Linked DNA regions of Mus musculus: all the other regions are linked to region 2. The links are chromatin contacts, called in public Hi-C and HiChIP or PLAC-seq maps. All regions are on one chromosome and are shown on one strand. Each heading gives the region's core, a stretch centred on a gene start, on an enhancer-like site or on the middle of the called end of the contact. The rest is flanking DNA. Distances are from core to core; before and after follow the strand shown. Region 1 has its middle 14 kb from the start of Zbtb18. Region 2 holds the start of Hnrnpu (heterogeneous nuclear ribonucleoprotein U). Region 3 holds the start of 1700016C15Rik (RIKEN cDNA 1700016C15 gene).

What was found. A called contact is a pair of places that touch in the nucleus more often than the background predicts. HiChIP or PLAC-seq counts read pairs in DNA pulled down with a chosen protein or histone mark.
Region 1: a Hi-C map of B cells shows a contact between it and region 2, with 5 read pairs. The contact joins the enhancer-like site here to the promoter of Hnrnpu in region 2. A contact is called at or near these places in 3 of 39 promoter capture datasets (liver and pre-B cells) and 2 of 484 Hi-C or Micro-C datasets (B cells and uterus).
Region 3: a contact with region 2 is called in an HNF4G HiChIP or PLAC-seq map of pancreatic cancer cells. The contact joins the promoter of 1700016C15Rik here to the promoter of Hnrnpu in region 2. A contact is called at or near these places in 2 of 115 datasets of contacts at active chromatin or transcription factors (bone marrow-derived macrophages and pancreatic cancer cells).

Annotation. Positions count from the first base shown.
Region 1 is chr1:177,426,913-177,430,613 of GRCm38.p6, reverse strand. No RefSeq gene overlaps it. Among named protein-coding and RNA genes, the nearest start is that of Zbtb18, 14 kb to the left of the region's middle. Within about 2 kb of position 2,148, at least 36 of the 459 cell types and tissues checked have an H3K27ac peak or open chromatin away from gene starts, as enhancers often do. A contact at or near this core is called in B cells and pre-B cells, where this site is marked.
Region 2 is chr1:178,336,342-178,339,614 of GRCm38.p6, reverse strand. Hnrnpu (heterogeneous nuclear ribonucleoprotein U) reads left to right here and starts at 1,800. Exons shown (of 14, transcript NM_016805.3): 1 at 1,800-2,662. The coding sequence starts at 2,044.
Region 3 is chr1:177,727,458-177,731,134 of GRCm38.p6, reverse strand. 1700016C15Rik (RIKEN cDNA 1700016C15 gene) reads right to left here and starts at 1,321. Exons shown (of 6, transcript NM_027077.2): 1 at 1,174-1,321. It overlaps Gm30115 (a long non-coding RNA gene), which reads left to right and starts at 1,060. Exons shown (of 5, transcript XR_373742.2): 1 at 1,060-1,472.

The DNA of each region.
Region 1 (3,701 bases), core at 899-3,398, 910 kb after region 2:
AGTGGCTGCAAGAAAATCTGAGAAGTAGACAGAAAAGGTAATCTAACCCTAATAAGAGGAGAATTTCAGAAAGCAAAGGTCAAAAGGAGGCAAAGCAGATGGAGAGAACCATAAGGTTAGGCAACATTTAGAAGCAGTAGTTTTGCCAGTTTTCAGTCCTTTCATCTTTCACCAATACACATACATATATACAGGTATCCACATAACCAAATACATACACATACATACATATATACATACATACAGGTATACACACACACACACATGCATTTATGCACATCCGTTTTAGGGGATAAAACCCAAATCATGCGCGAGGCAAGTGATTTACCTAAAACTAAGTTATAGTTACAGTCCCCACATTTTTTTCCATGAGAAATACTATCTCTTATCTTTTATTTTTAGAAAATCTCCATTCACTGAACTAAAAACAAGGGACCCGGTATGGGCAAACCTGAGCATTCAAGAAGTAACATCGTGATCATCAGTTTAAGGGCACGGCGGCGCTAGAATTTGGGGCCACCACTGCATTATGAGGTCTACAAACTTTCGAAACAGGAGGATCTTCTGAAACAAGAGGATCTTTCGAGAAAACAGAGGATTTTATTTTCTTTGAACGACACTGGAGCCTGAGGAAGCATCCCATCCAGCAGGGCCTCTCAGCAACGGGAGTAACGTCGCTTTGCTCAGCGTGAACGTCCAGATCCCATTCCCAAAATGGTTTACATGTTTCTGACCTCCTTGCCATGTGCCTCTAAACCTCACCTCCATCCCGAGTCTTTTCCTTCATGGTTTTTTTCTTTCTTTTCTTTTTTCTTTTTTCTTTTTTTTTTAAATTTGAGTTCTCACTGCTAGTATTATTATTTTTAGGGCTGCAATCTCCCATAGCCCTTATTTTCACTCAAAATTACAATACAGGGGACTATGGCCAATGCTATGCAGATGGCCAAATAGATAATAAAGACTCGGTTCATGAATAATACCCACTCAGAAAGAGGACAAAAGCAACAGGAAAAAAGACCCAAATTGGACAAAATGTGCATGCTATATTTAAAAAAAACCACACACGCGATCATTGTCAGAGATCATTAAGGGTGCCCTGTAGTTTTAATTATATGCCAGTGGCACCAATTTGATGTGACTGTTTGCTCCTATAGTCAATAAAAAAAGTCATAACTGCCATCAAATTTAAATTTAATTTATTTTCTACACAGCCCTTTCTGTTTTCCTTGTTTTTTTCTTTTATAACATTAACACTTTTTTTGTTGAAAAATGTGTGAAAGATTAATTTGTAGAATGAGGGAGCCGTGGGTGCACAGCAAAGGACAGATGGAGTGGGTGGGACATGACAGTTTTTGTCTGTGGCATCATTTTGTTGTTGCTATTGCAAGGGAAAGAGAGCTACTGCTACCACGATCCTTTCTTGGGGTTGGGGACACTCTGAGAAGGTATGCTTCTCTCACCTCAAGCTGGCCACTGCCATCTCAGGGCACAGACCCCTACCAAGACAAGTCATGAGCTCTTCCGTTTCCACAACGGAGATTTTCATAGAATTCCACCCTACTTTTGTAAAAAAAAAAAAAGAAAGAAAGAAAGAAAGAAAAAGAAAAGAAAGCAGAATGAGGCAGACTTGTAAGATGAATATGCTGAAATAAAGTCACCATTTATCTCCTCTGAACGCCATACTGTAAAATCAAGTGCGCACAGGTCTGGTGAAGGCTATCATTTAAATGTAAATGTTTGGGGACAGCAGTCAAAATTCTACTCGTGTTGAAGGGAGTCTTTCTTCTTCTTTTTTTAATGTCAAAACTCACAATGTATAATTTTCAACTTGATTTTTTTTGCCTCGAAGCAGCCCTGGTTTATACGACAGTGTTGTGGGGGTTCACTGTTGTAAAGTTTCTTCTTGAAGAAGGCAATTACCAAGGGAAAATCACTGCCATGCGGCACACACAGACATTCTGAGAAAAAAGTAAGACTTGGAGGAGGAAGAGGGGAATTCGGGACAGCATGTGGGAGGGGAGATGGGAGTTCTTTTTATGCACAAAGGGATCCATTAACAAAATCTTTATCTGTTTCCGTCCCCTTGTGAACTGAACCAATGTGCAGTGCCCAGAATATGCGAACGTGATTGCAAATAAACGACTCGTGTGGCGCGGAGGAAATGAGCGAGCGCATACCGAAACAGACTGGTGTTTGATTCCGTGGCAAGATAAAATTTGCATGGAGGAAAATCTCCCCAACACCTTTGCCTCGAAGGTTCCCATCTGTCTTCCTGAGGCAAAGCAAGGCAAAGTGTCCCACCTACGGAAGTCAGCAGTTCCAAATGAAGCGCCCAGTACTGATTCTACACCTCCCAGGCCACTTCAGCTGATGCTCAGTGCTCCTACGGAGAGGGGATTTGAGAGTCAGGTCATTGTATATCCATCCTTATGCTATTTTTCTAACTAGACAGTAGGCTGTCCTGGGGAGGGATGTGCCCTGAGCATTCTGCGGTTGTGCCTGGTTGGCATGATCCCTCTGCTGGGTTATGGGATGATGTGCGGCCACAGGAAAGCAGTCTGTCTCTGGGTCAGACCACCTGCATCTGACATCCGGCTGGCTGCCTTACAGCACCCCAGGGACCAGTACACCCACGTAGTTTCTGTTTCTGTTGAAAATAGTCATGACACTAACAGCATGCACCTTCAGTGGGAATTTAGATCCTATCTGGTAGGGATATAAGAGTCCAGGTTTTGGATGTCCCCACCATCAGATCGCTGGGGACACTCAAGCCTCCAGATATTTAGTAGGATCTGTGTCATTAGGGAATATATGGTGTTAAGAATAGATACAATTTAAAAACTTACTGCAGTGGGATACAAATTATAAGTAACATTGTAGGACGTGGGAGGGGGTGAGTCTAGTGTGTATGCTACCAACCAGTAAATTACAGTCCACAGAAAGAAAACATAAAGGTGTCTATCGTTTTAACTAATTTAAAGAGAGTTGTCTATGATTTGTCTGTTCTCCCATACTTTCTCCATGGTTCCGTTTGGTGGTCGGCATCCCAGAGATGGAAAATCCAGCAAGTTTTTGTTCATATGAACACATTCACAGACATAAATGGGCTCAGAAGAGATTATCTATCCACAGATCAGTATAACAATCTCAACACTGCTGCAGTCATTGAGACAATTGCAGCCTGTTGTTATATGCCTGTATATGCACGTAATTTTCTCTCTGCACAGCGAGGACCGCAATGCAGAGTGGACTCCTTCTTCTTTTCCTGTAGGATTCATGTAAGTGATACCACACATCGGAGGATGCCTAATTCACTGACTACAGAGGAATTATGATGGGCTAAGAATGGGATGGATATGGTAACCATCTGCATCCCATCTTATTTCTTTTATGGTCCTGAGGATGGAATCTCGAGATCCTCGTTCACACTAAACCAAGAGCTCTGCCCCTGAGCTACACCCTCATCCTGCTTATTTATTTTTAATTATAAACAAGAAAATGGCCATATGTATATGTATACAGATGCATATCTAAAATTGCACTTTGGACAAGCCGACTTTCCCGAGCAGGAGTACGTTCTCAGTGATTAACTTGAGTGATTTCTTTTTTTTCCTGGTCATTACTCTCCCAGCAGTTCTCTTTCTTCCTTAGTGATAAAACTCAAGTACATGATGCCTTCAAATAAACTGTTTCCCAGCTTC
Region 2 (3,273 bases), core at 551-3,050:
CAGGGATAATGCTTTTTAAAAATGGTTGCAGCAGGGAGCAGTAATGCATGCTTCTAATTCCAGTGCATAGGAGGCATAGACAGCCAGCCTTGGCCACAGAGACCCTTCAAAAAAAAAAAAACCAAATAAACAAATCATTTTATTAATTGGTTAAATTATATTGGACAGATAGGTTTCATTTCTGTACCGTTAAGTTTCAGATGAACAGGAGGAATACAGGGACCACAGCTTTACTGCCAGAGCACCAGTGCACCAGTATATATAGTTTCACATTTTGGTGTGCTTGGTTTTTGTAAAGACAGGGTCTCAGGTATCTCCTACTGGCTTTGAACTTTTGTAGCCAAGGATGACAATGAATTTTATTGACTGAGTTGCTTAGTTGCTTAGCTTGAGACAGGGTTTCTTTGTGTAGCTCTGGCTGTCCTGGAACTGGCTTCATAGACAGGGTGGGGGTGGGGGTGAGGGGATGGGGGTGGGTGGGTGGGGTGCCTCTGCTTCCTGAGCGCTGGAGCCAAACTTGGGTGTCACCACTGCCTGCCTGGCTGACACTGAATTCTTGATCATCTTACCTGTATCTCCCAAGTGTTGAAATTATACACATGTACCACCAAGCATAGCTTGGGTGCAATCTACACAGGAAGGCCCCAGTGTAGAAATTAAATTCTATATAAAAGTTTCAAGAACACAACATATTTAATGCCAGAAAACAAATCATAATTTTTTTTCTTTTCTTTTTTGAGATAGGGTCTGGTATTCAACCCAGATAAGCCTGGAATTTACTAAGTAGCCCAGGCTAGCTTTTAACTCTTGATACTTCTGCCTCACTCTGCCAAGTAATAGAACTACAGGTGTTTTCTTTTTTTACTAAATCCCAGCCTTTTGTTACTACCAGTTTGTAGACAAGTCAGCAGGTATACAAACATGTTTAGAGTGGCTGAAAAAACAGGGAGAGGATCAAAGTGCATAATCTAGCTGGGTGCTGGCTGTCTTCCTCATCTGTAATTAAAGGGTCTCCAAACTGGTGGATCAGATTTGCAGGGGACAGAGGCCTATCTTTATAGTACAACGAGGGGAACTTCCATGAAAATCTAAGGCTTACTCAAAGGTCAATAGAAAATACGGTGAGTAGCAACACAAGGCCCGCTCTATATGGCTGTTAGGCATGGTGGAGTACAGCAAGCCTCTTTCCCAAACCTTGCACCACTGGTTGGGGAAGAGACAAAAGAAAGGCTCTGGCCTCGCCCTTGCGGAACTTAAAATAAGTCCGACTGGCAAGGCAGGACTTGTAAAATTTAAAAACGCAGTTAAATGGTGGAAAAACTAAACAAAACACCACCTTTGCATAACAATCGCCTATGGGTGTTCTACAGGGCAGCGGTGGAAACTTGAAGAGTTTTTTAAACCTAGAGCCGGAGGGACAAAAAAAAAAACAAAAACCAAAACAAAAAAAAAAAAACCCAAGAAACAACAACAAAAAAAACAACCCGAAAACCAAAAAACTAAACTAAGATGGAAGAAAGGAGGTTGTTCTCGAGTGGAAAATGCCAGGTGAGGACTGAAGGCGGGTGGAGGAGAGCCTCCGCCAGGACACAGAAGGCAGAGCGCCGGTGGAGCGCGGCGGCTCAAGAGCCGGAAAGGCCGGCGGCCACTGCGGCGGGTCCGTTTAACCGAAAGGTGGCTTCTAAGAGCCTCCATTTGCGCGGTCCGGCCCAGCGCGGAGGTCGCGCAGTGGGGGCGGGGCGGGGCCTGCGCGCGCAGCCGCTCTAGCGGGCCTCGCCTCGGCAGGGGGCGGGGCGCCTATATTACGTGCGCGGCGCCGCCCCTGCGAGAGGACGTTGCGTGCTCGCTCGCGCCGGGCGAGTCTCCGCGTCTTGCCTCGCGAACTCGGTGAAAGGAATTGGCGCCGTTCGACACCAGGCGGGTCCGTTCTGCAGCAGCACTCAGCCATCTCCAGCCGCAGCCGCCGCCCGGGCCGACCAGCAGCAGCCGCCGCCGCCACAGGCCGAGGGAGCCAGCAGTCAGCGGGGAACCGGGGCCCTCAACATGAGTTCTTCGCCTGTTAATGTCAAGAAGCTGAAGGTGTCGGAGCTGAAGGAGGAGCTCAAGAAGCGGCGCCTCTCCGACAAGGGCCTCAAGGCCGATCTCATGGATCGACTCCAGGCCGCGCTGGACAACGAGGCAGGAGGCCGCCCCGCCATGGAGCCCGGGAACGGCAGTCTCGACCTAGGTGGCGATGCGGCCGGGCGCTCGGGAGCGGGCCTAGAGCAGGAGGCCGCGGCTGGCGCCGAAGACGACGAGGAGGAGGAGGGCATCGCCGCTCTGGACGGCGACCAGATGGAGCTGGGCGAGGAGAACGGGGCGGCGGGGGCGGCTGACGCCGGCGCGATGGAGGAAGAGGAGGCAGCGTCGGAAGACGAGAACGGCGACGACCAGGGCTTCCAGGAGGGGGAAGACGAGCTCGGCGACGAGGAGGAGGGCGCGGGCGACGAGAACGGTCACGGGGAGCAGCAGTCCCAACCGCCGGCAGCGGCGGCGCAGCAGCAGCCTTCCCAGCAGCGTGGTGCCGGCAAGGAGGCCGCGGGCAAGAGCAGCGGCCCCACCTCGCTCTTCGCGGTGACGGTGGCGCCGCCAGGGGCGAGGCAGGGCCAACAGCAGGCGGGAGGTAAGAAGGCGGAAGGTGGCGGGTGAGTGTTGCGTGATGGGTGCGCGTGGCGGTGGGGACCGTGCCCCAGGCCTGCCGGGGCCCCTCGGGGCGAGCGCCGCGGGAGGGTGGGGGCGGGGGAGCCCCGGGAGGCTCTGCTCGCCATGCCGGCGGCGCCTCCATTATGTATGTCGGGCGCCGGGGTGGGGGGAGCGCTGCAGCTGCCGCGGTGGGGGGGCCGGCCGGGCGGGAGCGCCGGCCGCTGGGGCGCTGCGTGCGCGCGGTCCGGGCACATGTCGGCGGTGGGGGGAGGGGAGAAGCCCGAAGGTCCCGGAGCGGGCGGGCTTTGGCGGCTTAGCGCCGCGGTATTGTGCAAGGAGCGCAGGGGCTCGTGGTGACGTCACTTCCGGCGGCAGGCGCGGGGAGCGGGGCGGAAGCTCAGTACAATGCGGCGGCGGGGCACGCGGGCTCGTGTGGGGGAGGGGAGGTGGGCCCAGGCTTCCCCCCCCCTCGTTTGAGCGCGGCCGGCGCACGTGGGCCCGGGCGGTGTCCCGCTTTTTTTTTTTTTAAACTCTTTTTAAAAAATGCTTTCTGGAAGGTTGCGGTAGGCTGGCAAGTTCAGTCTTCAGACT
Region 3 (3,677 bases), core at 72-2,571, 610 kb after region 2:
CATAATATGCTCAGAAAAATAATGCTATAATAGAAAAGGCATCCATAATTTATATATCTAAAGCGGCATTATTTATTTTCTAGAAAATAATCTTTGGTTTTGTTTTTTTTTAATGTTGTGAGATAATTTCTACATTGCCACAGTTATTGTAATTCTTAATCTTAATATTTAATAGTTATTAATATTATAGAATATTAATATATTAATAGTTACCATATATTAATAGTTAATCTTAATGTTTAGTGTTCCCAACACCTTCTAACACCTGAAACCCTTTGGTGACTGATTACATCCAAACCATAGCAATCAGCTGTGTAGGGTTATCAGCTGTGTGTAGATAGTACCTGTTGACTTTCTAGATACATTTTGTAAAGCCCTTTCTCCTTGGAAGAGCTGTGTCTGTATTCAGGACATTCAGGGTAACATAGTCACATGACAACATAGAGACAGCATAGGGGTGTTAGACCTGCTTAGCCCCGTGGCTGCAGGGTTGCTCTGCAGCTGGGTATACCAAACTTTTATAAAATACTGAGAAAAAAAATATTCAAAACATCCCAAGTAGACCACTGTTCACATTCTAAAATAATTTTTAGGGGCAGAGACATAGCTTAACGGTTTCAAGAGCTTGCTGTTTTTTCAGAGGACGAAGTTCAGTTCCCAGTACTCAGGCAGCTAAAACTTCCTGAACCTCCAACTCCAGGGGATTTGCTAGCTTTCATGGCAGGAAGCATGGCAGCAGGTCTCATGTACACATACCCGCACGCAGATATATACACATACCTAACACCTGAGTCGAGTTGGGGGGAAGAATTCCTAGCTTTGCAAAGAATTCCAACCATAAAGTTGTAAGTTGTAAGCACCTATTCAAAATGTGCCAGGTAGTGATGGCTTGTGCCTTTAATCTCAGCACTTAGGAAGCAGATATCTGAATCCGAGGCCAGCCTTGTCTATGGAGTGAGTTCTAGGACACCCAGGATAACACAGAGGAAATCCTGTTTTGAAAATCCAAACCAAACCAAACCAATTAACCAACCTACCAATCAACCATCCAACCCACCAACCAACTAACCAACCAAGCAAACAAACAAAAAGCAAAAGCAATCCTCTCATTTAGCCATGTAGCCACGGAGTGAGAGGAGAGAGGCCCAGGCAGTAAGAGCCTTGCTGCATTACCGGCTTGGCTTGGGCAGCAGTGGGCAGGGGCCTCCTTCTTCAAAGAAGTTTTCCTCTGAGGGCAGCAAGAAATTGAGCCACCTCTGTGTGGGGCATGCTGTGAAAAGTACAAGGCAGAGCTGTGAGACCTGATCCCTTTACATCACTCAAAGGGGATTATGATGCACGGTGGAGTGGAAAGTTGTGCTAAGCAGTGCTGTTCAGGCTTAGAGAAAGCCTGTTTTGAACGTCTCTAACAGAAAGCATAGCTGCGCATAGAACGTAAGGGCAGAAATTGGTGTCAGGGAGAAACCATACAGGTAAGTGACCCAGACTATCAACCACTAAACTTGTTTTTCTACAAACATTGCTTCAAGGGGAACGTAAGGTCAGGGATCTGGTGTTGCATGTGTCCTTTGCAAGTTGGAACTGAGAAGGGCTGTCACAGGGACAAAGGAATCCAGCACTGCCTGGTCTAAAATGACACTAGTCTATGGAAGGCCGCTGCTACTAAAGCCATTGAAAGAGGTTTTTAATTGTTCAGGAATATGATTCAAACCAAGCCACCAACCATCACTGTTGCACAACTACACAGAGAAGCGAGTCTCAGCCAGGAAAGAGAATGGCTGTAGAATGGTTGTTCAGATACCATAGCAAAACTAAGCCCAAAACAAACACTGGCATTGTCTACAAGAGGCTGGCCTGGAAACAGGGCAGGGCTCGATCAAACAAAGTTTGCAAGTAGGAAGAGAAATATTCATCTGCAGCTCCTGATGGCATGGACAGGAAGCCTGGGCCAAGGCTGTTTTTTTTTTTTTTTTTTTTTTTTTTTTCCTTTCAGTCTGGGTCCCACCCTGTAGAATGATGTCACTCACAACCAGGGTGGTTTTCACACTTCCGTTAAGCCCCTCTAGAAACACCCCCTCAACATGCCCAGGGATGTGTCTCCTAGGAGATTGAAGTTGACAGTGAAGATTAGCCATCAGGACAGTTATGACTTTTCTTCTTCAGATTTTCAAGTTTGGAAGTATAATCCTTAAATAACTCTCTCCAGTGTCTGCTGGGGAGTCATGAGCTGGGGACAGCATCTCTTCATTATCTTTCCTTCCTTCTGTGATGATTAAAGAGACTTCTCTCATTTGCATAGACTCTCTAAACATTCCCTTAAGCTGACAGGATGGCTCAGTGGACAAAGACACTTGCCACCAAGCCGGAAGACCAGAGTTCAATTCCTGGGACCCACGTTAATTTTAAAAAGTGAGAACTGACTCCTGTAAGTTGTCCTCTGACTTCCACATGTGTGCTGCATGCTGCTTCCCCCCCCCCAAGTAAACAGGGGTGGGTTGTTTTAAAAATAACACCTGTTTCCAGAATTCAGGTAATATAGAAAAACAAAGAATATTTAAAGTAATATAATCTTCAACCCAGAGAGACTAGTATGCATATCTAATTAATCACTAATTAAATTATGGCTACTACTGGGGCAGTGTGTAGTGTCTTGGTGCCTAGCTGATCAGAATTCCTTCCAGTATGGAGCAATTGTGCTCAGGATCCCTCCCCTGCCATCTACAAACATCCCTTGTAGTCACCAACTTGGAAAATGCAATCCGCCAGCCGGCCATGACACTTAACACTCCTCAGGCCTCCTCACTGACATCTCTCCCTGCCTCATGGAAAGGTGACTTTAAAGATGGAGGAGTTTCTAGTCACTGGTGCAGGGGCCCTGTACAGGAGAACATAGTACATCTCAGATCCTACCATCAACACTGGACTGTCTCCACATCTACAGAGAGTGTGAGTGATCTTGATCTTGCTAACCCATAACTTCCCTGGGCCAAAGAACACTAGAGTCAAAGGTTTATGGCCCCACGTGCAGGTGGCCTACAGTCAGGACTCATCATTGTGAGGAAACCTCTGTCCTTGACTACTCTCTCCCTCCCTCCCCTCCCTCTCCCTTCTCTTGCTTACAGACAGTCCTAGGTAAAGCTATGACCACATTTACTCTCCTATGTCTCCCTCTCCTATGAACCTCCCTTCCCCACTACAAATCTCTCTCCCTGTCTGTTTTGCTTAGGAGCCACTGGGTTTTTAAAAACAATCTGCACTTAGAGATTGTTCTATAGTCAAATGCTATGTCTTCTCTCTCCTAAGCCAGTGTTGGTTTGTTTCCTATCGCTGTGATAAACACCCAAAGGCAACTTGGGGGATGAGGGTAGCGGTGAGGAAAGAGTGCCACACTGGGAGAAAGTCTTTGGGGAGACTGAAGAGATGAGGAGAAGTTCCTTCCTGGTGATTCAGCTTGCTTCTCTAATTTCTACAGTTTTGAAATCCTATCTTCAAATCCAAACTTTTCAGGCTTCGCTAACATTGTAGTCTTTGTCTCAGGTTTTAACCTTTATCAGACAAATACTACACCGTGTTTAAGGAGAACATGTTTGGTGTTGACCAAGCTATTGGCCAGTGAGGCAGGAAGAAATCCTAGGATGTGAAGTTAAACAGGCCGAGGCTTGGGATGGGGGTGGGGT